Linked DNA regions of Bombyx mori: all the other regions are linked to region 1. The links are chromatin contacts, called in public Hi-C maps. All regions are on one chromosome and are shown on one strand. Each heading gives the region's core, a stretch centred on a gene start, on an enhancer-like site or on the middle of the called end of the contact. The rest is flanking DNA. Distances are from core to core; before and after follow the strand shown.

Evidence for each region. A called contact is a pair of places that touch in the nucleus more often than the background predicts.
Region 2: a Hi-C map of middle silk gland shows a contact between it and region 1, with 2.4 times the contacts expected there. The contact joins the promoter of LOC101745827 here to the promoter of LOC101742693 in region 1. A contact is called at or near these places in 2 of 7 Hi-C or Micro-C datasets (middle silk gland and whole pupa).
Region 3: a Hi-C map of middle silk gland shows a contact between it and region 1, with 2.0 times the contacts expected there. The contact joins the promoter of LOC100174822 here to the promoter of LOC101742693 in region 1. A contact is called at or near these places in 2 of 7 Hi-C or Micro-C datasets (middle silk gland and posterior silk gland).

Annotation. Positions count from the first base shown.
Region 1 is chr18:5,696,528-5,700,837 of ASM3026992v2, reverse strand. It overlaps LOC101742693 (protein crooked neck), which reads right to left and starts at 2,481. Exons shown (of 5, transcript XM_038017192.2): 1 at 2,280-2,481; 2 at 2,021-2,206; 3 at 1,560-1,675; 4 at 513-669; 5 at 1-418. The coding sequence starts at 2,318.
Region 2 is chr18:6,650,594-6,654,903 of ASM3026992v2, reverse strand. It overlaps LOC101745827 (CLK4-associating serine/arginine rich protein), which reads left to right and starts at 2,173. Exons shown (of 15, transcript XM_062673655.1): 1 at 2,173-2,308. The coding sequence starts at 2,282. LOC101745966 reads right to left here and starts at 1,626. Exons shown (of 5, transcript XM_062673657.1): 1 at 1,257-1,626.
Region 3 is chr18:6,550,513-6,554,822 of ASM3026992v2, reverse strand. LOC100174822 reads left to right here and starts at 1,999. Exons shown (of 1, transcript NM_001130876.1): 1 at 1,999-4,137. The coding sequence starts at 2,404. The coding sequence ends at 3,864. LOC101745091 (ribokinase) reads right to left here. Exons shown (of 6, transcript XM_004928185.5): 6 at 4,107-4,310.

The sequences.
Region 1 (4,310 bases), core at 1,232-3,731:
CATCCTCAATGCCAGATCTATCACCATACTTCTTTTCATGAATAGTATAAGCTTTATAAAGTTCTTTATTTCTGTCTTTTGGGACATGATCCAGAGCATATTTGTAAATCACTCTTGCTCTGTCATGTTCTTTTTGATTTTCTTCAAATTTGGCAAACGCTATAAACAGTCTTTCATCTAATTCTTCATCACCAAAGAATTCAACAGCTCTCTCAAAAACTGTCCTAGAGCCATTTATGAAACCATGGTTTTCTTCAAATTTTGCATATTTTATCCAATTCTTTACATCTGGATGCACCATAACAAACTGTTCATAGATTTGTCTAGCCCGTTCAAGTTCTTTGTACCTCAATTCAAAGTTTATGTATGTTTGCCAAGCTTGCTCATCTGGATGCCATTCCATCCAACGTTCAAATACCTGTGAAACAAAAGTAAATTAGAAACCTTGTTTCAGTTACAGTCAGTGACTATTATCATTATACGAGAAATTGTACATGTATAAAAAATATCACCTGTCTTGCTCCAGCTACATTTTCCAACATTTCCTCCATGTAAGTATATTTGTACCAAAACTGAGATACTCTTGGCAGAATTGTAACAGCTCTGTCCCATAGATTACGGGCATGGTTTACCTGTCTGTTCCTCATTTCCATTTCAGTATACTTCAGCCTAAAACCCATGATACGCTGAGAATATTTTGGTGTGGTATAACAGCCTAAAGTACAGGTAGTTAAGGTAGTGTGGATAATTGAAGAGTGACGCAAATTTAACAGTTAAAACTGTAAGAAATTTACCAAGAAAGTCCATGACTTTTACAGATTTTTCAAAGTACAGATTGTTTTATTTGTTAAATAAGTGGCTCTTGGACTAAATAGGCATCAATTTGAGATTGAAGTCTCAATTCCTTTATAAAACAACTGTTGGACAATTCAAACCAAATGCATAACTGTTGAAATAGGCAGGATGATATATTACATGCCAGTTCACAATACATTAATAGAGTATCAATTTTGTAATGACACTTTGTTCTTATTTACTTATGAAATTTCTTCATATCGGGTATGTATTTCCTTAAATATATTGGGCTTTAGGTAGCACAAAGGCTATGAACTCTAGTATAGTTGTATTGGTCATTACAAGTATATCAAACATCTTAACATTTCGTCCACAATTGTCTACAAGTTTACTAACCAAATAAAATTGTAATGTGAACAGAGTGACATAGGAATCTTTTTTATATGTTCTATTATAAGCTGATCTTTGTATGGTAACTCTTTAAGAATTAATTTTTTTCTTCACTGTGACATGAATTTTGTTCTAAAGCCCATGTCTTGAGTGATCCAACAATATGTCCTTGTTCAAATGAGGCTTACAAAGAGTACTCAGTAGTGTGACTAACAATTACTATCAGATGAGCCAAGAATGCAAAAAAAAATTAACACCACAGATTTCTCAAACATTTTTTAAAATAGTCATATGGTTTAAACACTGGCAGTACCAAGAGCACATAAGTTAATAATTTTTCAAATAAAATTGTTAATTGTAATGATAGCTCTCACCATAAGGTAACATTTCTGTGATCCACATCCAAAGCACGCTCATATATTGAACGAGCTCTTTGGATTTGCTTTTGTGATTCTTCCCATTGTGCATATTTAAGCCAGTTCCCAATAACCTGAAAACAAAAACAAAGCATCCATTAAACTAAAATTCGATATTATTATATTATTTGTTGTTTTCTTGAAGAAATACTACTAAATAAAAGTATCCTCATCTGGTTTTCGTCAGTAATGCTCTGAGTAGAAATTGTTTAGTACCCTTCTTATTGTGGAAACAGCATGAAACCTATATTGTTCAAAGGATCGTAATGGCACGAAATCAATTAATGAAATTAATTTGGTGAACTCTATCAGCTAGTAAAACTAAGCATTGGATGGTCTTAAAACTGAGAAACAATTACATTAATAGGAAAAACAGTCATTTATACATTGTAAGCGACTAATAAATTGAATTTACTTACAAGTCTGTTCTTTCTTATGTTGTCCTCAAATGCTTTACGTTTACGATGTTGGTAGTCTCGAAGTTCCTCAGGATCAGATATTTTCTGTTTAGGTGGCGGTGGTAATATCTCAAGGTCTCGTTCTTTGGCTTCCCTAAGTAATTGTTCAGCTGTTATTTGGATTTCTGCTGGTGCTTTATTCTTCACCTAAAAATCGTGAGATCCATGTTAAAATTGGAGTAATATTATTCAACAATACCATCAAACACTTTTTTCGTACCTTTGCCACTTTCGGCATTTTTGTTGTCTTGCTGTCCATGTTAAGTTCTACGTTCTGCACAGTTTATAATTTTTTAGTTCAGTTTAACCTAAATTTAATTTGATTACATACAATAAACAGCTAAGTACAGGAAAGGAAATCTTCAGGTTTTTTTTTTATTTATTGTCAAAATGAGAAGCATAGATTATACACATTTTTAAGAGAAGTGAATACGGTAGGTAGTGGTTAAGGGTGATACCGATATATTAGCATTCACTAAGATATTCGTAATACAGCTTGTATTCGTCTATCGGTAATCCGTCGAATTCTGATATGCTAATATTCCGTATTCACTTATTCATAATAATAGCCAGCTCACATCAGTCGGGTTGTATCTATCCACAGAACACTGTTACTCCTAGCGAAATATCTATCACACGAAAATATACTGACATACGCCGTACGTGTCTCGCGGATATCTGTTTATCACATTCATATCAATGCACTGCATGCGCTAAGAGTAAGTGAGATAATCTACATGTTTATATACTGAGCAATGAAAATAACTATATTTCGCTATGAGTTTAAGGACTATTTTGTATTGCACTTTTTACATGTCAAAGATGCCAGTGGGAATTTTTAAATGCATTACTTTTTATGTTTGTACTAAAGATTCGACTCAAGACAAAATAGTGCATTTCCACATTTATTGGAATAAAATCGGTGAGCTTTATTTTCATTAAATGTTTATATGTAATAAATTATGATGACAATATATTTTTGTGGTAGTAGTTAATTATCTTCTAAGAACTTCTCAAACTATAAATAAAAGTTTGATTTTTGAATCGAAATGACTTTCTAACCAAACGGTTCATGGATTATACTATTAATATAACTGTTGTGTACCTACTAGCCACCTCAGTACCGTATCAGAGGATTTTTTCGAAATCTGGAATACTCATTTCTGAGCGACGTACCGGTCATTCGGTAGAAAAAGTAAAAAAGCTGATGTTTTTATGCACCAATAAGAAATAAATAATATTACTAACTTGTTGTTTATATTAATGTACAATGTTGACCAAATTCTGGTTTAATAATAATATTCATATTAATGTACATAATATTACTTGTAAAATATTTAGTATGAAATCAAATTCCTAGATACAGTATACTATTTATATTAATTTAATAACTAATTTATGTGTATTATCTATGATTATTAACTTATTTCACGAATACCGTACTCGGTTAACTCGTTTACCCGTTTTATCGAAGTATATTAAGATATCAGGATATATTCACGCATTAGTTAAGTTATTATAATATTACATCATGAATATATTCGTATTCGCTAATATTGACAAATATCGGTATTAACCCATCTTTAGTAGTGATATGTAGGTAGTAGGTAGATTTTTTTTTATAAATTTCTAGTGGCTTCGAAACAAAGTTTTTTAAGCCAAGTAGGTAGGTATCTATGATAAATAGCACAGATAATACACGTAATATGTAAACTAAGCCATCGAACCACAGAGAATGTTTAGTTCGTTTATTGGACAGACAAAAGTAACTAGGCCATACAGCAAATATTTTGTAACTAAGGCTGAAAATATTGTACGAAGAATGAAATGGAACAAATGTAACGTATTTAATAAGAAATTAAATTAAACAGGAAGACCATAGACACTAAGAGGTGATTTAAATATGTTGGCTTAGTTGGCTAAGCTATAATAATAATGCAATGAGAATTTAATGGATTTGTTGAAAAAATCGAGAATCGATATCTAGAGTCTTTATATGCTCCTCTAAATAAACCATGTCGATAAACCTAAACGGCCAACTGATAAGTGGTGACTAGAGCTCTTGGACATCACAACCTCAATGCCGCTACCAATATTGGTGCATGAGGTTGAAATTTCTATTTGCATTGTGTAATTATTATGGCACCCTTCAAACCATTTTAAGTCGTTGTGGCCTAAAGGATAAGAGGTCTGGTACATTCGAACCTAGCGATGCAACGGTGTTCAAATCCCGCTATCAAGTACCATGTTT
Region 2 (4,310 bases), core at 924-3,423, 950 kb before region 1:
CCAGCCCGGACGGCGTCCATGGCCGAGTTTGACTCTTGACGGGGACCGACTCTTGAGGCTTTACAACTCCTGCCTCGAGTCGGGATGGTTTCCTTCCTCGTGGAGGACGAGCAGACTCGTGCTGTTGAGAAAGGAGGGGTGCCCGGCGGATCCCGCCCAGGGCACCGTCCCATCGTATTGCTGGATGAGGTGGGCAAGCTGCTAGAACGCATTTTGGCGGCCTGCATCATCCTGCATCTGGTCAGGGTGGGACCCGACCTGTCGGCGGAGCAGTATAGCTTCCGAGAGGGCCGCTCAATGGTAGACGCGATCCTGCGCGTGCGGGCCCTCTCGGAGGAGGCCGTGTCCGGGGGTAGGGTGGCTTTGGCGGTGTCGTTCGATATCGCCAATGTGTTTAACACCCTGCCCTGGTCCGTGATAGGGGGGGGGGGGCTGGAACGACACGGAGTGCCCACCTACCTTCACCAGCTGGGTGGTTCTAGCCCAGCGGGATATTCTGTAGGATAACTAACTCTAACCGGCGTCAGCCTGCCGACTGAGAGGGCTGGTAGTCGTGGCGCCGACGACCGCCGGTCCGACGTCCCGAGGGGGAGGGGGATGGGAGAGATGTGCTCCGCACTAAACGCTTCACTTTCCCCCCTTTGCCTTTTCATGAGTTCTGTCTCATACAAGATTTGGATGTTGGTTGTTGAGCGACAAGAGGTTTTAGTCAGTTCAACACTGACATACCCCGCCCGCCAACCCCAGTGAAGGGCGGAAGTGCGGCGATTTCCTCCTGAAGAAAGACGCAGACTGTATTATAAATTTATGTTTTTCTATTAGATCATAGATTAAACAACATCTTGAAAAGTTAAAATTGCGAAAAATATAATAAATTAAATTGTTTTAGCAGTACGGAGTATTTTTTGTTACCATTTGAATACTTTCCAATCAAAATGTTTAGTTTTCCTATAAGATAGAAAAAGAAGGATGCTATATTTACTATTTTATTTATCATGAAGTTCTTTTAAATGACTGATTATAGCGTTTCAATTTAAAGAAAAAGAAATATTTATCATAATTATCAGCATAACTTTGGGACAGTAACAAAACAAGAAGCTTGGGTAACAAAATTGGAAATGTAAGGCTTAGCATACACATACTTGATAATATCAAAAAATGAAAATAAAATAAGTAAAAATCAAAACAAAAATTAAAAATTTATTGCGAATATTATGCCAAAAACAAAACATTCATTAAGGAAACAAAACTTATACCTTCTAATGAATCAGTTGGGTCTTCATTATATACTAGTATGGCAACTTTGTCAGATGTGTACTTAGGTTTAAAAACTCCTTTTTTGTTACTTCTCGTTCCGGTTATACGTTACCACGCAAAAGTAATAAAAACAGAAGTAACGAAAGGACGGGTAAGAATTTCAATAAAATACTAATTTTTTTAAACTCAATAGTTAAAACGGTATTTTATATCAAATTGTAGTCCATAAAATTAACTATTCATTAATTTTAATAGAATATTAAGTATCTTGAACTTATCTTCACACAGGGTAACAAAATCCACACTCGCCACAATCGCCACAATGCAGAGGACAACGTTATGTCGCGGCTGTTGTCGCCACCGATTACCGATATGACATCATAACAAAATGGCGATGTGAAATGTCATCAATAGTGCTGCCAAAAGAAAAAAACACTAACTAAATTACCTAGTTTAAAAAATCTTTCGACATGCAAATCGGTAGCAAAATCGGAATTCCATTTTATAATTTTATTAGGGACAATATTATTTTCCGAAAACTGATTAACTTACGACGTATTTCACCATAATATACTAAATAAAACATGTATTCAAATATTCCAAGTAGTGGTTTAAGACTAACATATATTCAGTTTCTTAGAATGTAATGAAATAAATGAGTTCAAAATCATTGCGGTCTCAATGGGACAACCTATTTTCCATAGTACGAAAATGTTGGTTTTTAGATTATTAATTATTTATTGTAGTTACAATTAATTATTTATTGTAGTTATTTATTGTAGTCAACAGTTGATCCTTCTGTTGCTAGTGCATTTGACTCATCACTGTCAAATTTGTCCTCAGGAACAACAGTTTTTTTTTTGCTGGTTCTGATTGTTTACTTATACTTGCTTCAGATATATTAAGGGGTGATGTGGCAATACACAATTGCCTTGCCTTTGTGTTCCTGTGCTGGAGCTACTTGGATAGCTTTGTCATTACTACACCTATTTTCAAGTGGCTGGACATCTGGAAATATGAAATAATGTTAGCAATTTCCAACAAACTTATGGTTTGTAAATATATTATAGGATTATATGTGTACTGTCGTAGTAGTAGTAGTAGTATTTAACTTCCTAGTCATCATTATCAGCCCATATAATATATCCCCTTGCTGGACACTGGCCTTCACTACCATTGAGAGGGTTTTTAGGCCTTAGTCCACCATGCTGGCCTAGTGCTGGTTGGTGGATTACACACCTAAGAAAATCCTAAGAACATTTACGTGTGCAGGTTTCATCACAATGTTTTCCTTCACTGTTAGAGTAAGTAAGTGATATTACACTGTGATAAATTTTCATTATCACAAACTTCCTAGTACCTTATGTAATAGGAACTGAGGTCCACTTGCCCATTTTGGCTACTTCCACTAACTAACTAACTATTCTCATTTTTTCTGATATTGTTATTTGATTAGGAGATCTGTGAGTGTAACGAATTATTGACAGTTACACCTACCTTGACTACAAGATGGCAAAGGTATAATAATACGATACATCTCATTTTTAGTCGTCTCTTCAATTTCCTTGATAATAGTGAGTCTTTGCCGTTTCACAAATGAAGGCCGAGGTTCACTATGAGTGAATTTTCGTTTTCTATCTGCCCGACAATCGAATTTGGATGGTAAACAGTTTGGTTTCATTCGAATTCATTTGATGGAGCTCATTATCTTGTATTGCATATAATTCTCCATGTCGTTTTCCAGCTAAAACATGAAATAATTTTCCAACAATTTCAATACATAACCTATAAAAAAAATATTAAAATGTTATTTTACTAATGTTAGGAATATAATTTCGACTGTGTCAAAATGTTATTATAATGTATACCTACATTATCTCTTGAAAGATAAATAATGAACATATTTACTTATTTGTTTATATTACGTGAACTCTTAACCTATCTTTTTTATACCTTCATAGCGATAGGTATATAGGAGGATGGAAAAAATGTATTTGGTCTAACATTACGCGAATGCACATTATTTTATTTTTTTATTTTTTTAATTAAACTGTATACCAATTAATTGATTCTTCAGGATTTATAATTGCTTTTTTTTCACGATTAAAACCGCGTAGAAAGTTTAGGCATTATAGTTGACGCATGCGCCATAGATTATACACTTATGGCATGCGCAGTACACATATTTTGTATACATTTATTCAACTAATACAAATAGTTAATTAAACAAAAAATGAGTAATTTCGAAAGAGAACAAACGTATTTTATATAAGAACAATCGAAAATGAATATTTACGAGTAATTAAGGACGAAAAAATATTAAAAATTGCAATCGAGGGGCTAACTTGTAGATATATTTTTAATATTTTTTTTTAAATTAATAAATGGGGAACAAACAATTATTAACAGTGAACAATCAAGAACAAATGATGAACAAACGAATTAATAGAAAATAAGTAGAAAACAGGAAAAAAAATTTTTTTTGAGGGGCTAACTTCATTCACCTCACCATAGACCTGGTTTCCTACTTCAGTGACGTACACAGATTAAACCATAGATTATTCACTATAATCGAACACTTAATATTTGAGACTTACGTATGTGCATCGGTACCTACCTCTAAAGTTGTTGTGGTTTTTAAAATAAAAAATATATTATAACTTTTAGAAGTAATACAGAAACTTGTTAATATGAAATATATGTAATCGTCACATTTATTAATGACACTATTAATCGGTGATTATGTGGCACGAGGCAAGAAAACAAGAGCGTATGATACGTGGAATGATCGTGGATTATCGTAGGAGAGCTGAGCGGCGTAAGGATTTCTACGAAAAAATCGTAAGACAATCTCCAAGAATGAATTGTTGAATCATATAATCACGCAAATATCATTTAAATTGTTGTCGTTGTAAGTCTTTTATATTGCAAAAACGGCACCTTCTATCCTTCAAGTTTTTTAAAACGAATAGGTTTTGTTTCACGCTAGGCGAGAACATGGTTAAGAAGCTAAAAGCGCCGCTTCCACGTTCATTGTTGAATAAAGTTGATGA
Region 3 (4,310 bases), core at 750-3,249, 850 kb before region 1:
TTCATTTCATTCTAACACATCCCTAAGGAATATAGCTCTTAGTATCATATTCGCTGATTTAGTATTTATGAATTATGTTTTTTAACTCCAATTCAAAAATGAGGAGCTCTCAATCCGTCTTGATTTTTTTTTTGTGTTGTTACCTCAGAACTTTTCCTGTACGAACTAACTTTAATTATTCTTATTTTGTTTAATAGTGGTGCTGTTTATGTGATGCCATTTAAATTTTATTAAGATCTGATAGATCTGAAGATTAGTTTTCGAGCTATCCTTAATGATACATATTTTTTTTTTTTTTTTTTTTTTTTTTTATTGCTTAGATGAGTGGACGAGCTCACAGCCCACCTGGTGTTAAGTGGTTACTGGAGCCCATAGACATCTACAACGTAAATGCGCCACCCACCTTGAGATATAAGTTCTAAGGTCTCAATTATAGTTACAACGGCTGCCCCACCCTTCAAACCGAAACGCATTACTGCTTCACGGCAGAAATAGGCAGGGTGGTGGTACCTACCCGTGCGGACTCACAAGAGGTCCTACCACCAGTAATAAAACAGTATTTAACTGACTTCGACTACATTAATGATATTTTCTGTATAGAATTATTTAAAAGAGCACCATAGTGTTAAATTGATTTACTTAATTATAATGAAACACTACAAACGAATATATATCTTAGATAAAAAAATAAAAATAGCAATATTTTTCTTTGCCTTCGAAGGCTGATAGTAGTTGCAGTGCAACTGAGCCTCTACCTAACGAATAACCTAAAACCATATACCTAGATAAATTTAAGTACTTAACCTGAATCCAGTTATATCCTGAAAAAGGACAATCACCTAATTGACTATAGGCTATCTGATACATCAAATCATCAGATATATCTGTCAAGAGCAATGTGTCTAAACACATTGTGATACAAATCTCTAACTTTTTTCAGCATAAAAAGAAAAACTTCATGTAAAATTAGATTGGAAAATGACCAGTCTTAAAAAATTAAGTCAATTAAAATTTATATTTCTTTAATTTGTTTTACTGTATTCAAACATTTATTTCTACCTATTAACTTCAGTATTTTCGAAGGAATCGATCACGAATCACAAATGGAATAAAACGACACAATATAAAATGAAATAAAATATCCCAGTAAAATGGTAGATGAACATTGAAACTACTTACAGTGGATGTTTTGGGAGAACCTGAAAAGTTAGGTCCAACGATTTCCTTTCATTTTCCATACTTGTACACCTTCAGGGATGCTAAACAATGATATACCATCATTTTAACATGTTGAAGTCTGAACTTAAGATGAATTAAGAATATTAAAAAAATTGCATAACCTGATCGGACCGGCTTTTTTGCCGGAAATTCGTGCCGGAAAACAATAACACCACAGACGACTACAAAATGCTAACACACAAGTTAATGACACATTTTTAAATATTTATAGCAATGATATTTATTTTTAATTAGCAGCATAATTAAATTCATGTCGTAATTATATCCAATTAGATTAAATAACATATTTTAAAGCTTATTATTAAAACAGGGTTAGGAAAATAAGAAGTAACTCAAAGCTTTATTCTTATTTGCGGCCCAGCACCACTAAAGCCATTTGGTCGATCCATATATACCCATCTTGGTTTGCCATACACATTGATAGTTTAATTTCGTTAAATATCCCCACGAATGTCACCTAATGCTCATTTAATTTAATGAATGGGGCCATTAAACGTACAACCCCTCTACACCGAAATGTTTTGACAGTTTCACGACAGGCAGAATGGCTGTCTTACCTGTGTGGGCTCTCAATATGCCCTAATAATCATAACGTTTTTTTAAACTTTTGATGGTTCATTTCGGTGGTGCATTTTCATCACGTTAGATTAAATAGCATTAGATTTCAACCCGAAACTAAATTTCCCAACACTATGTGAACAAGACTAATGTTTGTCTTCGTTTATATATATATAAATGTGCATATATTATACTCTCTAAAATATCAATATTAAAGGTTTTTCAATTATATCGTTTAATTAATAAAAAACTTAATAATTGCAGAGTTTTTAAAATACGTTGATGGAGCAGGCATTTTACAGTCGATATGTCATAACTATTCGCTCATGTCTTTCACTTCACTATTAAGACGCCATTTTTGCGTTGAGTTTGACTTGTGTTTCGTACAGTATCTGAAAATTTGATTGTTTCATGGTATTAAAAATAACTGCATATGTTTATTTACAATATTTTGTGCCCAAATGAGATATGTTACTAGTGTATCATAATTTTGGTATATTTTTGTGAACTGTTTACATATAATAGTCTGCGCGGGAAATGTGATTGCGTCCCGTTTCTTTTTCGTCAACAAAAACGTTACCAATAACTAAATCGTAATAAAACACGATGTTGTCCAAAACAATTCTTTCGAAAAACAGGAGGACAAAATCTAAGTTATCAAAAAATTTAGAACGTCTGTTTAAAGAAGGAAAATGCCGCGAGTGTTCTGTAGTGGTTACACGAATGGACTTTGCCAGGATATTGGGAAAATTCACCAAAGTGAAGATTCAGTTTCAAAGCAGTAGCAGCACAGTTAAAGGAAAATCAACTAATCCAAATTTAAAATCAAAGTTAAAGAGTAACGAAAATGGCTTCGTACGAAATGAGGACTATCCTACAAAAGAGAGTTCCAAAGGAAAGAAAATAAATCAATCTACAAATTCTAAAGCAGCAAATATCCTCAAAGAGAATAATAGATTAAAAGAATCTTTAATAAAAGACCGCAATTCTAACTACAATAACATAACTAATAATATAAAAATTAAACACTATCATGTTGTTTTTTCCACACCTAGTAATAGTGATAATAGTGATTCCAAACCAAATACAACATTGGCAGAACTTTTGCTGCAAATTGATGAAAATTTGCTCCCTTCTGATGAGTGGAGTATAGACTATAATCCAAAACCTGCTCTTGAAGAGCCCACAGATGACAAAGTTTATGATAGAATTGCTGCAGAATTGGAAGATTTGATGAACAATGGAAAAACTACATTAAAGACAGAAGAAAAATCAGATGAGTTTCCATCAATAATGGACATTTTAAATGATAAAACAGTAAATAGTAAAGAAATTGAGAAAAGTGATATACCAGACGCTAAAACCAATTTGGAATCTAGTGATGTGGAAGCAATACTACTTGGCGAGCCTACTTCAGGAAGAGAAATTACAGAGTCAACACCCATGGAGGTTGAAAATAATGATGTGAGCAATTTAATTGCTGATGTTGCTCAACTCAACACATTGCAACCGAGTGAAGAGCCAATTAATAATGTGCAAGCTAATGAAAATAGTGACATTGTAAATCCTCACAGCCCCTCAATTTTAGATGAGGCACTTCAAAAAGGAATTGAGGAACATTTACCACCCGAGCCACAAACTATAACTAATGATACAGAATTAACTAAAAATCATGATAAAGAAAATGCAGTAATACCAGAAAAACCCAATGACCAACAATATTTAAACAATGAACCTGTGACGAATAATCAAACTATATATAGTGATATCAAAAATGAAACTGAAAAGCATAGTAGTAAATTAGGCCCATCAGAAGATCTATCCATCAATAGCAAATTATCAGCAAATGCAGACTTGATAACTGAAGTTATCTTTAAGAAAAATAAAGACGGGGAATGTTGCAAGTCTGTAACATGTCAAAAGAATCTTATGTACTTCATACAAATAAATGGCACATCTGTTGAACTAGTGGGAGCACCAAAATTTATAACCAATTTAGATGACTTACAGATTCTTTTACAAATTGTAAATGAAAGTGAATTGAAAAGTTTCCATGTGCTACAATGAAGAAGAAACAGTTATTCTTAGTTACAAAGTAGAATAGAGGAAACTATGTTTGTTTTAAAATCATAGTGTAAGAGTGCCTCCTAGGTATTGAATACCTTCATTATTTCATTTAAATGACGTATTGTTCATTTATAACCAGAGTAGTGCAAGTTTATATTATATCAAAGTTATTTTATAGGTTAAATGTTACAATTTGACTGAATTTAAGTGAGGTATGTACGTTATGTAATGTAAATAAAAAATGATGAAAATATAATTTTTAATGTACTATCATTGTATGTTTTTTTTGTGTAAGAGAAATAAATATTACATATTGTGAGCTGAGTGAATTTGCAATGCATAAGTTCAACACTCAAGAACTCGCTTAAAAATAAAAGTCAGCCAAGTAATGTTTAACTTGTTTTCATTCAACTGATTTAATTCTATGTATTTATGTAGAGATTTAA